Linked DNA regions of Mus musculus: region 1 is linked to region 2. A link is a contact called in public HiChIP or PLAC-seq data. All regions are on one chromosome and are shown on one strand. Each heading gives the region's core, a stretch centred on a gene start, on an enhancer-like site or on the middle of the called end of the contact. The rest is flanking DNA. Distances are from core to core; before and after follow the strand shown.

What was found. HiChIP or PLAC-seq counts read pairs in DNA pulled down with a chosen protein or histone mark.
Region 1: a contact with region 2 is called in an H3K27ac HiChIP or PLAC-seq map of T-cell acute lymphoblastic leukemia, with 2.7 times the contacts expected there. The contact joins the enhancer-like site here to the promoter of Swsap1 in region 2. A contact is called at or near these places in 8 of 39 promoter capture datasets (the 3T3-L1 cell line, 3T3-L1-derived adipocytes, the HPC-7 cell line and 4 more) and 1 of 115 datasets of contacts at active chromatin or transcription factors (T-cell acute lymphoblastic leukemia).

Annotation. Positions count from the first base shown.
Region 1 is chr9:22,428,482-22,431,367 of GRCm38.p6, reverse strand. 9530077C05Rik (RIKEN cDNA 9530077C05 gene) reads right to left here. Exons shown (of 7, transcript NM_026739.3): 3 at 869-1,012. Among named protein-coding and RNA genes, the nearest start is that of 9530077C05Rik, 18 kb to the right of the region's middle. Within about 2 kb of position 1,342, at least 65 of the 459 cell types and tissues checked have an H3K27ac peak or open chromatin away from gene starts, as enhancers often do. A contact at or near this core is called in the HPC-7 cell line, T-cell acute lymphoblastic leukemia, hematopoietic stem and progenitor cells and 1 more, where this site is marked.
Region 2 is chr9:21,954,310-21,957,157 of GRCm38.p6, reverse strand. It overlaps Swsap1 (SWIM type zinc finger 7 associated protein 1), which reads right to left and starts at 1,405. Exons shown (of 2, transcript NM_025870.1): 1 at 1,154-1,405; 2 at 1-481. The coding sequence starts at 1,396. Gm45914 (predicted gene, 45914) reads left to right here and starts at 1,152. Exons shown (of 1, transcript NR_132099.1): 1 at 1,152-1,874.

The sequences.
Region 1 (2,886 bases), core at 93-2,592, 470 kb before region 2:
TGACGACGTGTACGTCCAGCCACATTTGAACTGTCTAATTGGTTTTGTGTTGTTTGCTTTTGAACCTTATCATTTTAACCCTCTGAGATTTTCATTGGATTCATTGGACTGAAAGGAAATGAAGGAGGCTGGTTGTGGTAGCATATACCTTTAATGGCCAGCACTTGAGAGGCAAAGACAGGAGGATCTCTGTGAGTTCAAGTCCACCCTGGTCTATATAGTCAGCTCTAGGACAGTTAGGACTGAAAGAGACCCTGTCTTAACAAAGAGGAAGGAAGAGAGAGAGGAAGTGAAGGAAAGAAGGAAGGAAGGGAGGGAAGAAGGGAGGGAAGGAGGGGAGGAAGAAGGAAGGAAGGAAGGAAGAAGGAAAAGAAAGAAGACAGAAGAAAAGGTACCCCAGAGACTAGAGAAACTAAAGCAGGAAGAAGGTCTGGGCTGCAGAGAGAATTCCAGGCCAGCCTGAGCAACTTAGTGAGGTCCTCTATCAAGCCAAACGGAAAAGGTGGGGATAGAGCCTCACAGCAGAGTGCTTGCCCCAGCCTCTGAATCCACACAAAACTGGGAAGATCTAGAGCATGCATGTGTCAGAAACCTGCACCTTGTCAGTGCTGGTTTTGAGACTGATGACTAAGAACACTGCAGCAAAATCTCTCTTCAATAATTCTCATTGAGAAACTCAGATAATGCTATTGCTACACATACAGAAATGACACTAGGAGCAAAAGACAGATGGCAAGAACCCAATCCAACCAGTAAAACAGAACTGACCAAACAAAACCTGCAGAAAAGAGCTTGCATTTGGCACTAATCTTGCCCCGCCCACCCATGGCCCACGCCTCTCCCAGGCCCCGCCCACCCACGACCATACCTCTCCCAGGCAGCCTTCCTTCACCATGTACTTTCTAACATGACTCCAGATTCGAGTTTTAGACAACAAGCTACCACCAGTAGCTTGTTCAAATTTTTCATAACTTCCATATTTTTGTAAAGTCAGCTCCATAATATTGATGGACTGTAAAAGAAAGGAGATTAAGTCAGCAGCTCATGCCACTCTGAGATGAAGTTAGCTAATTAGGACCTTATTTGTCAAGACGCGCTCAGATTTCCTGGTTAACGAAGTTAAGCTGAAACTCCAGCTGCACATTTTCTGAGCTTAAATAGTTTCCACTGACTTTTGAAGTTTTCTATAAATGCCTGTGAACTTACAAGTGCCCTTGCTGGCCCAGTGGCGCGTGTCTGATCTTTAGCTGCTTCCTGTGGGGCGCCTCCAGGATACACAGTGAGGCCAACCGAAAAGGGAAAGGAGGTCGGGGACGATACACACGCTCTTCTTCCCTGTCTTCTAGTCTCTTTAGCCAGAGATGGTGCAGCTGACATACTGCACATTGCACCTGTAACTGCCGCTAGGAGAAGCTGGATAGAGAGGATATTGGCTTCTTGACAAGATACATGGTGGTTTGGAAGAACTCCAATGTAAACCGAGTATGGCTCCAAATCAGTTAGTAGGTTACAAGTACCATTTAGATAAAGGGGGAAAAACTTAAAAATTTAAAAACATACAAGACAACCAGTCCTCTCTAACAATCTATAAAATCACCTCTGTAACGATCTATAAAGTCTGCTTAGAATGCATCTATTTATTTACTTGTGTGTTATGGGTATTTCGCCTGCATTTATGTCTGGGCACCACTTGGATACATGTGCTTTTTTTTGGGCAAAGTAGCAAGGAAAATTTATTCAAGAGGCAAACAAAAGTCCCGATCGGAAATACAGGCAGCGGAGCACAAGCCTGAAAGACTACTGAAGGGCAAAGCAAGCTTTTATTCTCGTGACAAAAAATAATACTCTTTGGTGACAGTGATGATGATGAGGAGGAGGGTGACAGTCTTAAAATATTTCCATCTTTCGTCTAGGGCAATGTACTATCCACTTCTCATCATCTTAAAAAGTTGAGATGTTTTTCCAAATATACACAAAGTGAAAACTAATTAAAAATCTGGTTTAAAAAAAAACACAAATTATCAGAACCTCCAAGAAAGCCACAGGAAACAAGACTCTAATTGAGAGGACACCTGACAATTCTGTGAGGTGAGCGTTTACTTCGCTGCCCTCTGGGCAGGCGGGTGGGCCGCTCTGGCAGATCCACCCAGTCTGGGCCCCAGCACTCACACAGCAGTGCACAGTGGTCTGTGACTCATTTCCAGGCACCTAACATCTGCCTCTGGCCTCCATAGGCATCTATGCATTCACCACACTTACACACAGTGAAAAGACCCATACACATAACAACCAGTAAATCTTTTTAAAACACCTCATATACAGAACATAAAACAAATCTTCAATAAAACGTATGAAAAGAAATCCTGTTTCTGGGCTGTTGTGAGACTGGTAAGGACAGTGGCGATCTGCCAGCACTGAGAAGGTGCGTCGACCTCTGTCATCAGTAAATGCTAACCAGCACATCCATGCTGATACGGGTCCGTACTGTACAGCACTATAAACAACACATCTGATACGTCAAAATAGGAGGGAAAAATCACAATGTGTGAGTCAACACACGAATACATTAGTAAGGAATGAGGGCGCATCATAAAGTTATCACAACTCAAAATACTCCAACAGGCCTTTGCTGCCAAAGCCTTGCTACTCAGGAGGGCCAGGGGCAGTGGCAGGCACTAGGATAGCCAGGCTGTTGTAAACGCAGGCCTTGGCTCGCAGCTGGTCTTTATGCCTATTAAATCAGAACCTGGTTTTTTGCTTGGTTTTGTTGGGGGGGGAGGGGGTGCATTGTACTGGCTGATTTTGTGGGTCAGTTTAACACAAGCTAGAGGCAGCAGAGAGGAAGAGCCTAAGTTGATGGGCTGCCTCCTCCATGAGATCTAACTG
Region 2 (2,848 bases), core at 156-2,655:
CTTTCTTCTCTGGGCTGAGCTTAGAAGCCTGGGCAAGCCATGGGGTGACCTTCATCTCTCCACAGGGTAAGAAACTCACTGACCACTCTGTCCTAGGGCTCAGTTTGCCCAACTCTAGGCTGGCTCGAAGGCAGCAATGCTGTCCCAAGCCTAGGGCATCTGGCTGCAACCAGCACTGTGCAGGAAAATATCGCTTAAGTAATGGCAGATGTGGGGCATCGGCCTCTGCTTCTTTCTGGGTTTCAAGGGCCACAACAAGCCCACAACTGCCATTGGCTCCAAGACGGTGGCTAAAGAAGGCAGCAGTATCCAGAAGCAATGCAGCCAAGTAGGCGGCTTCCTGGGCACTGGGATCCTCTGCGAGATATTCTTCCAGGCCGTCCAGGAGTAGAAGGGATGGGGTCGGTGCTGGGGCCTCATGGGCAGAGGCCAGCAGCTGGAGAAGCTCTTGAATTGAGGATGGGTACTGGAAACGAACCTTCTAGAAGATAGGAAAAGGCTAGACTTAATATAGGAGGTCAAAACTCCCTATTATGGCTACCTCACTTCTATACTTTCCGGTCTAGGCTCTCATGGTCCATATATAAAGTTCCAGGATGAAGCACCAGCTCAAATACTTCACCCTTGTCACCTGCCCTTCTCCAGCAGTTGTCACTGCTCAAGATTATTTAAGGAAAAAACATTTTTTTTCTTTAATACAGGGCCTCATGTGACCCAGGATGATCGCAAACGCGTTTTGTAGCCAAGGATGGCCTGACACTTCTGAGAACTGAATCCCAGGCATATATTATCAAGTCTGGTTAAAGGGATAGAAAGAACCCAGGGCTTCGCGCATGTTAGGTAAATTCTCTGTTCAGTTAATCCCAGTCCGTATTTTTTTGTTGTTGTTTTTGGTGGTTTGTTTTGGTTTGTCACCCATGCTCACCAATGCCGCCCGACCACAGGACGGTCTTTCACTTCATCTTAACTAAACCCGCACTGTCCCGTCCCACGACCCTACTCCGCCTCTTCCACCCACCACTTCCACAGACGCTTTATGACGATTTAGTTGTGAATCTACGATTCACGCTGCCATTTGCCTATCGAACTGTCACTCAGGCGCGAACTAGCCCGCCATTGGGTAACGCATTGCCAGGTCCAGCCCTCCGTTTACCTGGAGCCGCCAATGCTCTCGCGCTGTGGGTGTACTGAGCGGCAGGCTCTGAAGGGGCCTTCGCGTCACGAAGAGGACGGACCCGCGGCCTTCCCCTGCCGCCTCAAGGGCGGCTGCAAACAGCAGCGACGTCTGCGCAGAGCGCGGAGCGCCGAGCAACAGCAATGGCGGCCCGGCAGCGCCATCCTCTCCTGGCCTTGCCGCGCAGCCGGCATTCAGCACCCGCCTCAGCGCCTCCGCCATTTGCTGAGTGCCGCTGACCAATCAAAAGCGATATCTCATCTTGGGCCCGCCCACACAGAGGCCTCATTGGCTATAGTTCACAGACTAAGTTCGTCGCTGGAGCTGTCAGCCAATGATCAAAACACGGAGCGTGGAGGAAGTGGGTACTTTGAGGGAATTGCTGCAAGAAGCCGTGTGATCGATTAAAAGGAAAGGAAGGTCGAGGGTCCAAACGTGCTCCAAAGAGACGCCCAGGCTCTAGGTCGGAGCTGTAGAGAATGGCTCAGTCGTTACGAGCACTGGCTGCTCCTCCAAAAGACCCGGGTTCAGTTCCCACCATCTACTAGGTGATTCACAGCCATGCACAAGTACAGTGTGAGGGAATCCGACGCCCTCTTCTGGACTCCGCGGACACGTGGCACCCATATATTTATGGCCCCGCGCTTATACACACACTCATGTAAAAATAAATCTAAACATTAAAAAAAGTAGAAGCCGGTCGGTGGTGTCGCGCACCTTTAATTCCAGTACTTGAGTGGCAGAGGCAGGTGAATCTCTTAAGATCAAGGCCAGTCTAGAGAAACCGTCTCAAAAAAAAAAAAAAAAAAAAGTAGGTTCCCTTAGATATATATTGAGGTTTGCAACCAGCCTGAGTTACATGAGCACCTATCTTTAAAAATAATAATAATGATGATGATAACCAGACTTTTAGCTTGCCCACCTGCAAAATGAATATTGTGATTCCATGTGATCATTGTAATGCGTTGGTGTGAACAATTGCTGATGTCACCGAAGCAAAGTTCACAGAGACCTGTTTGCTTGTCTCTGCATAGTTGAATATGGGGAATTTTATTTTTTGGTAGGGTCCCAGACATTTTAGCCTGTGCCACTATGATAAGTTAATACAAGGCTGGGGGTGAAATTCGGGGTTTTGTCCATGCTGAGCAGGCACTCTGCCCTCCATGGGGGGAGGGGTGATTACATTTATTTAGTTGGTGTGAGTGTGTATATACTCCCATTGACACAGAGTGCATGCACTCTGAGGACAACTTCTGGGATGGGATGCAGTTCTTTCTACCCCACCATGTGTGTCCCCTGGATGACAGATTTTTAAAAAAAGATTTATTTATTTATTTTATGTATATGAGTGCTCTGTCTTCATGTACACCTACATGACAGAAGAGATCATCAGATTCCATTGTAGATGGTTGTGAGCCACCATGTGGTTGCTGGGAATTGAACTCAGGACCTCTGGAAGAGCAGTCAGTGTTTTTTAACCGCTGAGCCATCTCGCCAGCCCCTGGATGACAGATCTTCAGGGCTGGTGGCAAGAGTCCTCTAAGCCATCTCACTGGCCCCGATTTCTGGGATTTTTTAAAAATCTTTTTTTGTGTGGGCGTGTGCAGGATTACCTGTGCCACCTAGCGTGTGGAGGTCAGTCCTTACCTTCTAGCTCATTTGCACAGTGTGTCT